Linked DNA regions of Canis lupus: region 2 is linked to region 1. A link is a contact called in public Hi-C data. All regions are on one chromosome and are shown on one strand. The core of a region is the stretch at or near the end of the contact, and the rest is flanking DNA. Distances in the headings are between cores, read along the strand shown. Region 1 holds the start of COPS6 (COP9 signalosome complex subunit 6). Region 2 overlaps AZGP1 (alpha-2-glycoprotein 1, zinc-binding).

Region 1 (7,474 bases), core at 1,773-4,272:
GGGATCAGAGCTTTTGGGCAGTCCTACACAGAAATGAAAATACTCCTCTGCACTTGGTGAAAAAGACTTGAATTCACTTAGCCTGGAAAAGCAGTCATTTGTCAAGTGTATATGGTTGGTCTCTGCACTGGGAGACATTAGAGAACAGAGCTCGCCTGGGTGGAAGCAGGCAGCCTTTGGCCCAGTATAGATGCATCCACCTGACAGGACGGGGTCACCTCAAGTGGCAGAGAGTTCCCAATCAGGCTGTCCTGCCGAGCAAGGCTGGAACCAAGGGCCTCCTTTCAAGATCCGAGTTGAGAAAGCCGTGTGGTGCCCAACAGAGAGGACAGAGCCACTGCAAGGGGTGCTGAGGGGCTGCTCCTCTTTTATTATCAACAGGAGGTTTCTCTAAAGGGAGTGTGATGCCCCTCCCCTGTGGGACCACTGTCCAACCTGTGCATCGTCCCTTCAAGTACCCTCTCAGAAGAAGAGCCCCCGCATCCGCCTGCCGATGCCTTGTCGGTCATAGAGGACGTTGAACTTGTTCACAAACTGGTTCATGGTGTTGCAGGTTTTGGTAATGGTGCCAAGGTAGGCCATGAGCCCCACGTCATTGCATTGCTGGAAGGAACAGAAAACCAGTTGCCCAGGGAATGTCTGAGTCCCGGGTCCTGCGTGCAGACATGATGTACAAACCCCACGTCCCCAGCCTGGGTTTTAGACTCACATCGTAAAAGTCTGTCTTGAACTTGTCTGTACTGAGCACAGGGAGGCAGTGACACAGAGCATAGGCCTCCCGCAGGATCTCATGGTTAAAGGGAACCTCTCCTAAAGGCACAGAAGGACTGCATTAATGTGGATGAGGTCACCCTCAGGAGTGAGAAAAAGTGGTAGGCGTGCCAGGGAGACGCCTGTCCTACCCGCTTCAGAGGCCTTGACATATTCCAAGATGAGCTTGACCCGGCTGTGCAGCATCTTAATGGCACTGTGTTGTGCTATCAGGTGTTCGGCCACTGGGGGGAGACAGGGAGAGGCCAAGGTTGAAAACGCACCTGGCCACGCTTTCCACCCCCCACTGCTGAGGAAACACCTCCAGTCTTCCTTACCTGTGGAGTTCTCGCCGCTGCCTGTGGCTGTCATTCGGGCCACGTGGTCGACGCCAATGCGTTCAGCTTCCTCTGTGGCCAGAGTGTAGGTCAGTTCCGCAAACAGCATCGTGGCCTACAGGGCACAAAAGCAGAGTCAGGAGCAGGAAAGGCCAAGGAGCAGGACCGCGGGGTTGAAAGGCAGGGCATTACCTCTCCATTGATTATATCGATGACAGACTCAAAAACACTGACGGGAAGCTGTAAAGCAACGGGAGACAGCTCTTACATCAAGTGCACCTGGGCTACCGTACTGGCTCTTCTGCAGATTTTCCCAATCTTCCCAAGGGCCCACTGAAGTAAGGCTAACCCCCACCTTATACATAGGGCAAAAAGCAGTTCTGAGATTAAATGATTAACCTAAAGTCACACAGCTGCTGAGCGGAGAATTCACCTCAAGTGAAGATTCAGCCCAACAGAGATGTAAAGCACAGCAGGGGAGGAGGGTAAGATTGTCATGCTTGTCCAGCACCGTGCCTAAGTGGGCATGGGGTCAGTATTACTCACATCTGTGTGCTTGGTCATAGGATTCAACTTAAGAAAGAGAGGGCTCTCGATGATCTCGCACACCTGGAAGGGAATGGGGATGTGGGTGTCAATGCCCATCTTTCCTCCCCTGCTCAAGCCCTGCCCCAGCATGCACCAGCATGCATGTGTACCTGCTTGTGGACGTGGATGTCAGAGGGGTCAGGCGGCCCCCCGGTGGTATACCAACCCAAAAACTCCAGCTCCTTGAACACCTGTTTGACTGCAGGGGAAAGAGCACAGGGTATCATTCTTTAAATCACCCTCCCTTCATTGGAAACTCCTGGTATATTTTTCATCAGCTTCTCCCCTCCCCGCTCAACTCCTGGCTCAGTTCTCAATAATTAGTCCCTTCTATCTTCTCTCATCTATTACTGTCTGGGGGGTGGGTACCTAAACTGTTCCTTTTCTGAGATCCTTTGTGATACTCTCCTCACACAAACACAGTTCTTGTCCCATTCTCCTATTTTTCCCCATCACTCTCCATCTTCCCCACTCTGCCTTTGTTTCTCACTCCCACTCCTCACCCCCGAGTCTATCCCCCTCTCACACTGCTCCTCCTTGGTGTAGTAATACTCCTTGTCAATGATAATCTTCTCCTCCACGGTGTGGGACAGCAGCTCAAAGGAGTTCATCACCTCGATATTTCTGCCCTCCTGCTTCCCGATCAGCGCCCCAATCACTGGGGGAGAGAGCGACACGGAAAACAGGAGGGTTAAGAATCCGGTCCCTGGGTCGAGGTCAGTGGGAACGCAATGCTGGAGACACGGTGACCTGGGGAGGGGGGACTGGCCTCAGGAAGGGCGGGGGCAAAGACCCCTACTTGGGGCAGGTGACCAAGGAGAGGAGGTTGGAGATTGACGCCCAGCACGCACCCTGCATAGGCCGCCCCTCCTGGGAGCGCATGCGAATCCAATGGTCTGAAATGTTGAGAATGACGAGGGGATGAAGAGCGACGGAGACGCTCCCCGTCACGCCGGAGGCCATCACGCTGGGGACTACTGAGGGTGGAGGAAAAGGAGGACGAGTGAGCGTCGGGGCCGCACGTTCTGCCCCGGAGCTGCGAGCGGGAGACGGCAGAGCCGGAGCCATACATCCCTCCCGCAAGTTAGTCCAGGGGGCGGGATCGCCGTCCCGACTGCTGACTCCTCCCGGGAGTCCAGGGGGGCCTTGTCGCTCCCCGGGGGGCGTCACCAGAGGCCGCCTCCGCGAGGCCCGTTACCTGCCGCATCCACCTCCATCCCGCTGCTCCCTCCAGTCCCGTTCGCCGCCGCCGCCATTTTCCCCGCGCCCGCCAGCCTCGGCCCCGCCCCCTCCCCGTCGGCTTCCGTAGGCCAGCGGCGCATGCTCAGTGGGCGCGGGGCCTCGGCGGGTGGGGCGGGCGGCCCCGGAGCGGGTGGACTTCGGAAGACCGGGTCCGCCACGCGCTTGCGGCGGTGACAGATCTGGGACAAATTACTTCACCCTGCGCGCTCCCAGCCTTACCGTCCTCGTCAGTAAAACTGGGATAAAACGGCCCAGTTCCTAAGACTGTTGCAGAATTAATGAAGAACCACGTTATTGCCCTCAGAACAAGATCCGCGCCCGGGCCATGGCGTGCAAGGCCCCGCAGGGTCAGGACCCTGCCTGCCACCCGGCCCTCGGTCCTCGTGCTTCAGCCGCGCCGGCTCCCCTGGCAGTTCCCTTCGTATGCCCCACGCCCACGTGCGGGCCTCTGCCGCGTCCAACCCGACAGCCAAGGACCTAAATAGGTATTTCACTGAGTGGATAATCTGAGGTGAAACCTGGTCGCGAATGGTTCACCGGCGTGTCCTTTCCTCCTTGCAAATACCGTATTACCTACATACTAGGAACGTGCCCAGCACTCCAGCCCTTCCCGGCCTCCCTCTATCCTCCATCTCCAGCAGCCTTTCAAAACTCGCTTGGGACAAACCCAGCCCACTCCGACCCCTCCCCACTCCTACGCCCAAGCACGTCGCTGTGCACTGCGTTTACTCCCCCTTGCTCCCCTACCCATTTGTCTAGCTGGTTCTTTCAGTGTATGCCTGTGCCACATCCAAAGTGAAAGCTCTCAGAAAGCAGGTGAAGACCTGTGCCTTGAGCCTGCAGAGCCCACTCCAGTGCCCGCAACCAGCAGGTACCAGGAAATGTGTTCCAGTTTCCTTCAGTTCCAGTGTTTTAGCAGCATCTTCAAATCTTTTTCTTTGTCCCTCTGTTTCTGTAGTCACATCGCCTTGTGCGATAAAACCCCTCCTTGCTTCTTTCTTATAAAGACACCTGGCATTATATACAGTGCCCACTGGGATAACCCAGGATAATCTCCCCATCTGAAGATCCTTAATCATAAATCCACGATAATCTCCCCATCCGAAGATTCATACTTCAATCAGATCTGCAAAATCTCTTTTTCCCTGTAAAGTAACATTCACAGGTTCCAAGGATTGGGACCTGGCTGTATTTGGGGGCCACTGTTCAGCCCGCCATAGCACACGCAGCCCACTGTGGGGGAGCTGGAGAGCAGCACCCTCAATCAAATGGTCATTGTCTTTATGATCCAGAATTATGTCAGTCCATGAAGAGAATCCTGGTGGCCGAAATAAAATTAAGTTGGAGTTTGCTAGGCTCCCTTTTGCCTGCAACCAGGATGGCCTGGGGTGGGTATGGGGTGGGGAGAGGGAGGACAGGGAGAAGTGTCATTCCAAGGAATGGTCAGGGCAAAATCTTTAATTTTCAGAACAAGTCTAGAAAGCCCTCCTTCCATCCTGATCAGTACCCTCTGGTCAAGACCAACCAGGAGGAGACAAACACATTCAGGGGACAGCCACATTTAGCAACCAGGATGCCTTACTAAGGTCCGTGGACCAAGAGGAAGTAAGAGAAGTAGGAATGATTTGGAGGACGTCGTTCCAGCCCTTGGCACTCAGATGCTGTGGATGGCAGGGAGCATAGAATGTCCATCTGACACCTTAACTACTGACCCATTGTTAGGTAGATTTTGTGAGAAAGAGTTTTGTGCACCCCAATGTCAGACTGTAGATGGTCTGCAAAATTGAAAACATGACACATCTTAGTTTCAAGGGCCATAATGATGTGGCCTCAATCAGGGGACCAGACTAGACTGTACAGGGACATCAGCACCAAGAGAGCCTCTAGAAGGTGTCAAAGGTTCAATGGAGTTGATTTAAGCACGAGAGGGAGCTTCTGGACAGTGCAGGCTTGATCAGCATCTTAAAAGTGCTGGCCTTATCAGAGACCAGGTCCCCGCCACAGGCATGCGCACGAGTGACTCAACTGCCAGAGCCAAGGTGTGTTCACTGCCCCAAAGCATGTGCCTATAATCTTCCCTGTCATTTCAAGTGGCAAACCAGGCAGCCAGGCCACTGGCCAACAGCCCAAGTCAGTGAAATGTAACTAGGCTCCTGGGGCTCGGGGTGGGGGGGTGGGGAGGACTACTGGCCTGATTTATGATGAGAACAGCTTTGAGTTCTGCCCACTGAGCAGAGCCGTGACATTGGCTTTCTGTTTTGTGTGGCTGGCCCTGCCTGAAGCTGGGCAGCAACAGACCCCCGCCCCATGGGCCCCATCAGAATTCACCTTAGCTGAGCCATCAGGGAACTCAGCCCAGGCATTCAGGGGAAACGGAGACTTCTGGTCCGTACTAATCCACCCCTTGGTTTCAGGTTTCTTCCAAAGCAGTAGCACCACTTCATATAAAACCCCTTTTGGACCAGACCCACTGTGCTCTTAAATATACCATTCCTGGCTTACTAGTGAGGCCTTCTAGGCTCTCCGCATCTTATTATTCATCAGCTTTGACTTGATTCACCCCAACGGAGCTATCAGGCCTATAGAATTGAAGCTTCCTGGGTCCGGAGCTCTTCAGCGTCGTGTGCCCGGCGGCTGTGTCCCGCAGGTGGCGCTGTTGCACGGAGAAATGCCCTCCCTGCCTACACTGGCCCCGCTTTTGAGTAAAACTGTGATTTCCCTTTCTCCTCCTCTACCTTGCGAGATCGGCGGGTCCCACTGTGACCCTCTACAGACAGCAGTCCCTGAAGGGAGAATCCCCTCTAACACTTGTACCCACCAGTTCCTACTTACATATTTAGGTACAGAAGCAGCAAAGACACGGGGCCCGACGCAAGATCACTTGAGCCTCGTTTCTCCACTGCAAACCTTGTCCAGACCCCAGCAGCTGGATTCAGGCACGTCTTCTCCTACAGGAACAAGGACTGAGGAATCTTGCGTGCTTGTCAGGGGCTGCAGCGACAACCAGCAGGAGACCTCACTGATCTCCAGACCAGGAAGACAGGGCCCAGTGGAGGAGGCACCAGGGAAACTGACCCCTCAGGCTCTTTGTTTTTTCCTTGGCCTTTTGCTCCAGAGTCAGCAGCCACATTTCAGTACCTTCTTGGCTCGCCTGGGGAGGGGTGGTACCTCCTGACTTTCTGGGTAGATTGTGTCTTTCTGGACTCCTTTCCAGTAAATAATTTATAATACCTATTCTGAAAACTGAAGGTTCTTTTTAGTTCTTTGGTTTCTGTTATTAGGGTGAAAATATAGATACAGGACAGAGGTCTGGCTGCTGGAGTCCTTTTTCCCAGCTGAGCTCCTTCTAGTCACCATTATTACCTTAAGGGGATTTTCCTCCTGAACCAACATAGTCAACAATCCTCTGAGCCTTCATTTCTTCTATGAATATCTTCCTAGTTCTTGTGATAGAGGAGTGACACATCAGTGGGATCAAGCAACAAGAGCTCTAGGTTCAGTTTCCCCAGAGTTAAAAATAAAAGGCTAATCTCATCTCAAATTCCTTAATTAGATTTATAAAGATCCTTTTTCCAAATAAAATAACAAGTTTCAGGGATTAGAGTTTGACACCCTCGGGTGGCCATTATGTAACTTACTCTGGTGGTGTATCTTGAAATAATGGCAAGATCTATTTTAGGGACAGATTTAATTGAAAGTAGGATATGACTCTTATTTTGCAATTGTTTTTCTTCATCTATCAAACTGGCTATTCTCCACTACTCCAAATTGCTTCCAACGTGTTGATAACATTCCTCTGTCACCCAGAGACCACAGGTAGTGACCAAATGTGGTTTATGAGCTGGTTGCTGGGCCAGGGATGTGAAGGCAGGGATAAGTAAGGCAGGCCATGGCTGGAGGTAACATATCTTCCTAGGGGAGATGCAGTTAGCCGAGAATGGAAGCATTAAGAACATTGAAGTTAAGTTGATTATGAGTGTGGGACACAAGGGCTTTCTTCTTCTTCTTTTAAAGATTTTATTTATTCATGAAAGAGGCAGGAGGAGACATAGGTTCCCTGTGGGGAGCCCAATGTGGGACCCCATCCCAGGACTGGATCCCAGGACCCCAGGATCATGACCTGAGCCAAAGGCAGACGCTCAACCACTGAGTCACCCAGGTGCCCCATGGGCATTCTTGTTAAAATCTCTTCCTCTTCTGGGCAGCTGCCAGAAACCCACGTTGACCTATGTGCGAAGGAGAATGTACTTAGCAAGTGCTTCTTGTTGTTGCTATTGTTGTTGTTGTTAAGTAACCTCTCCCCCCAACGTAGGGCTCGAACTCACAACCCTGAGATCAAGAGTCACACACTCTACTGATTGAACCAGCCAGATGTCCCCAGCAAGTGCTTTTGGAAGATGACACCAGCTACTGTTTACTGAATAAGTATGTCACGTACAGTGCTTGTGGCTTTCACACACATTCTGTATCCAAAAAAATCTGTGAACTAGGTAGAATATAGTTTCTATCCCTATTTCACACATGAGACTCAGGGCCTCCAAGCAATTCAGTGGTGG
Region 2 (7,474 bases), core at 1,938-4,437, 120 kb after region 1:
ATGGGTGGCTCAGTCAGTTAAATGTCTGCTCTCAGCTCAGGTCATGATCCTGGGGTCCTGGGATCCAGCCAGCGTTGGTCTCCTGCTCAGTGGGGAGTCTGCTTCTCCCTCTGCCCCTCCCTCTGCTTGTGCTTGTGCTCATTCTCCCTCTTAAATAAAATCTTTTAAAAAAAAGATTTATTTATTTATTCATTCATTCATTCATTCATTCATGAGAGATAGAGAGAGAGAGAGAGGCAGAGACATAGGCAGAGGGAGAAACAGGCTCCCTGCAAGGAGCCTGATGTGGGACTCGATTCCTGGGCCCCGTCCAAAGGTAGAAGCTCAACTGCTGAGTCACCCAGGTGTCCTCCAACCCCCCCTCTTTTTTTTTTAAAGGAACTCTGATCATTTATTTCAATACTACACCCAGGAATGTCTCAAATGGGAGAACCTGTGTGGTGGCAGGCTTTATCAGTTAGGATATAGGTTTGACTGTTGTCAATGAGACTCCAAAGGAGAGTGGCTGAAGCAAGACAGAGGGTTATTTTTCTCATGTTTGTAAAGTCTGGATTTGGGTGGTTCAGGGCTGGGCTGGTGGCACTGGCACTTGGGACCCTGGTTGCTTCCAGCTTTCTGCTCCACTCTCCCCAGGGTGTGGTTCTCAGCATCACAGAGTGCGACAGAGCTCCAGGCACCGCATCCACTCCCAAGGAGCAGGGTGAGGAAGACCGGAGGAGGAAGGAGGGCTCACCCCTTCCCTGTAAGGGCCTGATCTGGGAGCTTCACAGAACACTTCTGATGTCTTGAGCAGTAAATGAATTAATACAGGTAGAGTTCTGAACAGTACCTGGCTTAAGAAGGCCTTTCAGTAATAATAACCATGATAGTAATATGGCTGATATTTTTAAAAGATCATTTATTTGAGAGGGAGAGAGAGCATGTGTGAGTGGCAGGGGAGGGGCAAAGGGAGAGGGAGAGAGAGAATTTCAAGCAGACTCCCTACTGAGCTTGGAGCCTGATGGTGGGCTTGATCTCCTGACTCTAAGATCATGACCTGAGCTGAAAGCAAGAGTCAGATGCTTAACCAATGGAGCCACCTTGTAACTAATAATTTTTGAATGTTTATTATGTACCTGCCATTAAAGAGTGTTACCTGTGTTGGCCCACTTAACCCTCATCACATTCTGGGGTATGTACTACTGTTATTTTACAGACAAGAAAACTGATGTAGAGAGGTCACACAGTTATAAATAGCAGAACTTCCAGTCAAAATCGTTCAATCTTATTCCAGAGTCTGCTTACTTAGCCAGTAACCCATACTAACTCACAAGTACGCTGTTTTGTGTGTGTGTGTGTGTGTGTGTGTGTATATATATTTTTTTTTGGAGAAGGGTTTAGTATTATATTAAGAATTTATTCCTATATCTAAAGACAAATTGTTCTCAGGCCACTGCAGCCTGGCTTGTGTTTGCTTCTCCAGACCCCTTACACAGCCTGGGTAGAGAGGAAGTCTGAACAGGACATGGGATATATCGGAGACCTGGAGTCAGGAGGGCTGGGAGAAATTGGATCCCGAAAGAGAAATGGCAAGTACCAGATTCAAGGCCTAAGGTGGGGAACTCTCTTGCAAACAATAATCTGTATAAATCAAGACACCCTGATCAACCCCGAGGAAAACATCTACTCATTCTTGGATATTTTATTTATATTCCTTTTAAAGCGATCATGCTTGGGTTTCTTTTTTTTCTTTACTATTTCCCACCTATTTGTTGTTGCTATATAGGAAATCTATTGATCTTGTATATTTGCTGGCCACCCACATTTCTGAACTCTTTTATTTCAGGGAATTGACCATTGATTTTCTTGAGCTTTCTAGGAGGGAAGGCAGAGCATCTGCTAATCAGTGTCATTTATTTCGTGATTGCTAGTATTTGAACTTCTCATTTCCTCTTGTCTCAAGGAATTAACTTGGGAGTTCCAGGAAAATATTGAATAATTGTGGAAATAGGGATTCTAGTCTTATTCATGAGATTAGTGGGAATGTGCTATTGTTTTGTTAAGTGTGGTAACTGCTTTTTAAAACATTATATCATTTTTTTCTTATCTGGACTTTCTTTCTTTCTTCTTTCTTTCTTTCTTTCTTTCTTTCTTTCTTTCTTTCTTTCATTGTATATGTATATTTTTATTGGAGTTCGATTTACCAATATATAGTATAACACCCAGTGCTCATCCTATCATATTTTTTTCAAGTGTCACAGAAACTGTTGGCTGCTTACCCCCAAATAATCGCCCTCCTTCTTGTGTGCTAAAAAATGCCCTCTGATTTTGACAAGAATTGGCAGAAAACTCTTAATCTAACGGAAGGGACCCAGCTGTGGCATGTACACCGAAAATGGCTCTGGTCAGTGAGATGTATAGGGAAGTCAGAAAGGGTGGGTGTATGTGTCTTCCTAGGAAGGTTTCCCTCCACGATAAAGAGCAGGAACTGTAGGGGGAAGAGGATTTCCTAATGGTCTCAGGACCATGCTTCTGGGCTCTGAGCTGAATTTGTGAGGACACTGTCCTGACACCTGCTGCAGTTATCTTTCTGACCAGTAGGTGAGCGACCAAACTCCATAGAGACGCTGGCCCAGAACTCCGAGAAATCCCTTGTTTGAACCATCTGCAGTCAAGGATGCTGTTCCTTGCAGCTGAGGGGAGTTCCTAAATGCCACATTTGTCAAGGAAGCCTCCATCTGTCACCAGTTTACTGTTTTTGCCTGACGTAGGAATTAGGAGTTGCAGTTCAAAGCCAAAAGCGAGCCCTTGAACCAGAGCAGGTGAGAGCGAGGAGTATCGAGTCAGGACTGAAGAAGGGAGCAAATCAATTTTGGGCAGTCACGGGCAGGAGGAGCAGATCCAAGGATGCTTCAGGGAAGCGTTCGGTTGGATCTTTTGAGCTTGGGCCACCTGGGTTCCATCCTCTCCCTAGCCAGCTCTTAGTTTAGGAATGATCGAAAGCAGTTATTCACCTGCCAGGTAGAAAGCATTTCTGCTTCCTGGAGCTCTGCTTTTTATCGGGGATGTAAATCCAGTGGCCTTAGCTTCCTTGGTTCCAGGGGAGCGCGTGCATTTCCTGGCGCTCAGGCGGGAGGAGACCCCGCCCAGGTGAGCACGATCAGCCTGCACCTTTGCCTTTGGACCACGATGGGGGCGCGCGGGGGCGCCAAAGCTGCGTGGGGAGGGCCCCGGAGGAGGGTCTGGAAGGACTACCTCCTCCGAGGGTGGGCAGGCACCGTGGGGCCAGGTAACGGGAGGATGCGCAAGTGGGGCGTAACTGAGACCCTCGCTTGAAGCTCGGGCTAGAGGGAGAGAAGGCGGAGGTCTGAGCTGTGAGAGCGAGGAAGGACACAGAAAGGAGTAGGGCGGATTGGTTTGGAGGCTGGTTCTGGGTGGGGGTGGGAGTGGGGGAGCTACCCTGGGAACCAGCGCAGGGACTGGGAGTACCAGAAATACTATTCTACTATTCCGGGTGGGTCATCTTGAAAATTCTTCCTCGGATGAGAAGCAGGAAGCTGCCAGGTGCTCCAGCAGTAGGGATCAGTGGGGCTGAGGCTGGGGGCCTGTGTGCGACAGGACAGCCTGCAGAGGGGCGTGCTGCCGGGAAGTGACTCAGATCCACTTGGGATGCGAATATGAGTCGTGTCCCCCTCCCCGCCTCCCCCCCCGCCACCCCCCCCACCCCCCCCCACCCCCCCCACCCCCCCCACCCCCGCCCAGCCGGCCCCAGCTCATATCTCACCCATCAGCAAACTCAAGGCTTATCAGGTCCATCTACAAGTCCTGGAGGCTTGATCTCCAGAATACACCCTGAACTCTTGCTGCTTACTACCTTTGCAGCTGCTACCATACCAGTCCAAGTCCTTCCCTAGACTTGTATCTAGTCTTATTTCCGCCCTTGTGTCATCATTGTCCCTTCCTCACAAAGCAGCCAAAGGGATGTTTTAAAAACCTAACACAGGGATGCCTGGATGGCTTAGTCGGTTAAGCATCTGACTTCTGCTCAGGTCATGATCCCAGGGTCCTGGGATCCACCCCTACATGGGGCTCCCTGCTCAGTGGGGAGTCTGCTTCTCCCTCTCCCCCTCTCCCTGCTCTTGTATGCTCTTTCACAAATAAATAAATAAGATCTTGGAAAAAAAAACAAACCTAAAGCAAATCCTATCACTGTCTTGGTTAAAACTTACCAGGTGTTGTCATTTGCAGTAGAAACTCCTCCCCAAAGCAAAGCCCTGCACAGTTAGACTGCTATCTGCCTTTTCAACATCTTCTTTTATGACTCTTTTCCTGTTCATGGCGCTCCAGCCCACTGGTCGTTATTCTGCCTTTTAAACACCATGCCTCTTCCTGCCCTGGGGACTTGGCATTTGCTGTGTCCTCTGGCCCAAATGCTCTTCCCCTAGATATTCCCATAATTGATTCCTTTGCTTTCACATGGAAAGGAACAAAGAGGAGAGTGGTCTGGGATGCTGAGGTAGCGTGGATGTTGGCTTCATTCAGTTTCTTTCTGGAAATCTTCCCTGATGTTCCTGAGAGGCATCTCAGCATGGAAGGAGAATATATTGGAATTAGTGATCACAGCCGTGGTCACAAGGAGCAGGTAAGGTCTGCGTTGAATCTTGACAGAGGGTATTGTTTCAATAAGCAGAATTGGGGTAAACTCCATGCAGAAAGCAGTGGTACCTATTTGTTCTGCTTGGTCTTCAGTGCTTATGAGAGTACCAAGCAGAAAATAAATACTCAATATAAAATTCTGGAGTGAATGCACTAATAAATGAATAAAGGAAATAGAAAGAAAACTCTAAATGTATCTGTTTGTCAAGTTCTAGTGACAAGCCAGGTTGAAAAAGCAGCATTAAGCCAAACTGAAGAGGCCCTTAACAGAGACTAGGGTTAAGTCTTGTATCCCATTGCCATCTCTCCTGACTAAATCTGAGCCCTCCATCCCTGCAGTCTTGCTGGTGAACTATCCCCAGAGGAATCTTCAAGAGAGACAAGGTAGTACTAAGTGACTGAGGAATTGCCAAGAAGGGGACAGTCTGTGGCAGTGAGGTCCTCCTGGGGTGAAGCATCCTTAGAGTATACTTGAACTTGGTACTACCGGCAGGAGAATATGTTGCTGGTTCTCTGTTGGGTGGGCAGGAGGTGCTTGTGGACAGATCCATGTTTGCTCTCCTGGGCCCTTATACTCCCTGGTGTGCCTGGTAATGCCCACAGCACAGTCCAACCCTCAGTCGTGTCCCTTGTCAGGCCCCTGTGGCTCTCCCCTCAGCCATCTCATGCTTGACTGGTCAGGAACAATCTTTTTACCTCTCCTTGGCCAGCTGTCTTGGCTTTCACTCCTTCTCTGGAATCTGAATCCCTCCAGAAGTTTCTGTGAGTGTCTGAGTGGCTCTGTGTCCCTCTCCCCCTTCCCCTCCAGTTGGGCAGGACTGGGGTCTTCTGAGGTTCCCTCCTCTGGCCCAACCCTAACCCATGTATCCTGTCACAGGGGAACGGGAATCACATTCTCCTCATCCTGGCCTGTTCCTGTGGACTTTGGGTTTCCTTATCGATCTGACATTCTTTTGCTGTCATGTGGTTTTCCTTATTTGTTCAGTGTCATGTGTTTTGAAATATCACTGGGTATATTTTTCCCTCTTGACTATCTGGATTGTTTTCTTCTGCAGCTTCTACTGTTCAAACAGGCCTTTTTTTTTTTTTTTTTTTTTTTTTTTGGTCCCAGAAGAATGGAATGGAATGTGGATTTCACATAGACTTTCTCAGCTTTGATTTCCAAACTGGGTCAAAGTATCAAAAATAAAAAGTAGAACCTTTGAATTTAGGCTTTCAAGAAAGATAAGGGTCAGCTCAGAATTCTGAATGCTGGGGATGATTTCCTTAAGGAGCTCAGCAGGGAAGGGAAGGGAGTCCTGATCATGCAGATGGGCTTCATAGGAAGGTCAGGTGTGAGAGCTCTGCTCTGTCCTTTGGGTTTGTTGTTGTTGTTGTTTTGTTTTAAGATTGTATTTATTTATTCTTGGAAAGCACAGAAAGGCAGAGACATAGGCAGAGGGAGAAGCAGGATCCCTGTGAAGAGCCCAATGTGGGACCTGATCCCAGGACCCCGGGATCATGACTGAGCCGAAGGCAGACGCTTAACCACTGAGCCACTCGGCAACTGAGGCACAGAAGAGGCATGGGTTTGTATTAAAGAGGTTCTATGACCTGATAAAAGAAAGGACATCCATAGTGGGCTCCTGAGCAAGGCCCAAGGGACCAGATGATCCAGGCCACACTGCACTGGACACCCCAGTGTAGGAAGCCCTGTAAACGTTGCCTCAAGTCTATAGCAAGAATTTCAGATGAATCAAAGGCTTCAGAGCACAGGATGAATGGTAACATCTACTCATATTTTTTATATGATCTCAGTTTTAAAATACCTTTCTACATTATGTTCTAGGCAAGGTGATTACTGTTGATTTGATTCGACAGATTAGATGATGGGGTTTTGCAGTTGCTTCCAAAAGCTGTTTGGAAGTGAGTCATCTCAGTGGCTTGCACTCAAGTCTTCCAGCTCTGAATCCACCACCTGATCCATGGCCTCACTGGTAATGCAACAGCAATTTCTAGAGCTCATCTTCTTAGGTCTCACAGGAAGGGTGGCTACTGCACCTGAGTGTCCTCAGAGCCTTCCGCCCTCACTGCTCCCTGCCTCTTGTCCCACAGCACAGTGAGGGGCTGGGACAGGCTGCTGTGCTTCACGAGGCAGGAGTAGGAGAAGGAGGCTAAGTCCTGAGGGGAAGCTGACATCACCACCCAGGCCTGGTAAGTGTTGTTTCCACTGGGAAGAAGGGCTCCCCCCGACTTAGTCTCCTGTGTATCATCCGCCTGAATCCAGTGCAGATCAATTTCTTGTGGGTAGAAGCCAGAGACCCAGCACTTGAGTGTCTGAATTCCTTCCGGGGTCCCATGGCTGGTGATGGACACGGAGGGGGGTTCTGTGGGTGGGGGCAGAACATGGATATGGAGGGCCTGCCCTCGATGGCTCCCTGCTCATATCCCTTCCCTCCCACTTTCTGGGTGTCAGTGATGAACAGAACTCCAAGCTCTGTATCTGCCTCCCCAGGGAACTTCTATGAAGGTCAGGGAAGCCAAGGGTTCCCATGAGCCTCCCCTGGGCTTTCCCTGTCCCTCCACTGTGTATTGACTTCTGATAACAAGAAATTGTGAATGCCCCTATACATTTTTATATTTTCCCCCCAAACTTCTGAGTGAGCTTTGGGGCTCCCTCCTCCCCCAGTCTCAGCTCCATGCCTTGGTTCTGCCTGTGGCTCTATCCATCAGACCCATCCCTGCTCTGTCCCATAGGACCCTTGTTCTCACTGCTTCCCAAACCAAAGTCTCCACTTGTGACAACTAGGCTGTCACAGGCAGGCATTTTACACACCTGCCTCTCTCCACTGCTCAGCCT

Evidence for each region. Hi-C and Micro-C count contacts between places; a contact is called where the count stands out from the background.
Region 2: a Hi-C map of blood shows a contact between it and region 1, with 5 times the contacts expected there. The contact joins the enhancer-like site here to the promoter of COPS6 in region 1. A contact is called at or near these places in 4 of 9 Hi-C or Micro-C datasets (amygdala, blood and skin fibroblasts).

What each region holds. Positions count from the first base shown.
Region 1 is chr6:9,446,611-9,454,084 of UU_Cfam_GSD_1.0, forward strand. COPS6 (COP9 signalosome complex subunit 6) reads right to left here and starts at 3,023. Exons shown (of 10, transcript XM_038539327.1): 1 at 2,875-3,023; 2 at 2,528-2,653; 3 at 2,203-2,334; 4 at 1,787-1,875; 5 at 1,635-1,697; 6 at 1,281-1,328; 7 at 1,089-1,203; 8 at 903-995; 9 at 710-810; 10 at 345-603. The coding sequence starts at 2,998. The coding sequence ends at 463.
Region 2 is chr6:9,562,489-9,569,962 of UU_Cfam_GSD_1.0, forward strand. It overlaps AZGP1 (alpha-2-glycoprotein 1, zinc-binding), which reads right to left. Exons shown (of 4, transcript NM_001287145.1): 4 at 6,393-7,001. The coding sequence ends at 6,667. Among named protein-coding and RNA genes, the nearest start is that of AZGP1, 8.8 kb to the right of the region's middle. Within about 2 kb of position 3,188, at least 3 of the 20 cell types and tissues checked have an H3K27ac peak or open chromatin away from gene starts, as enhancers often do.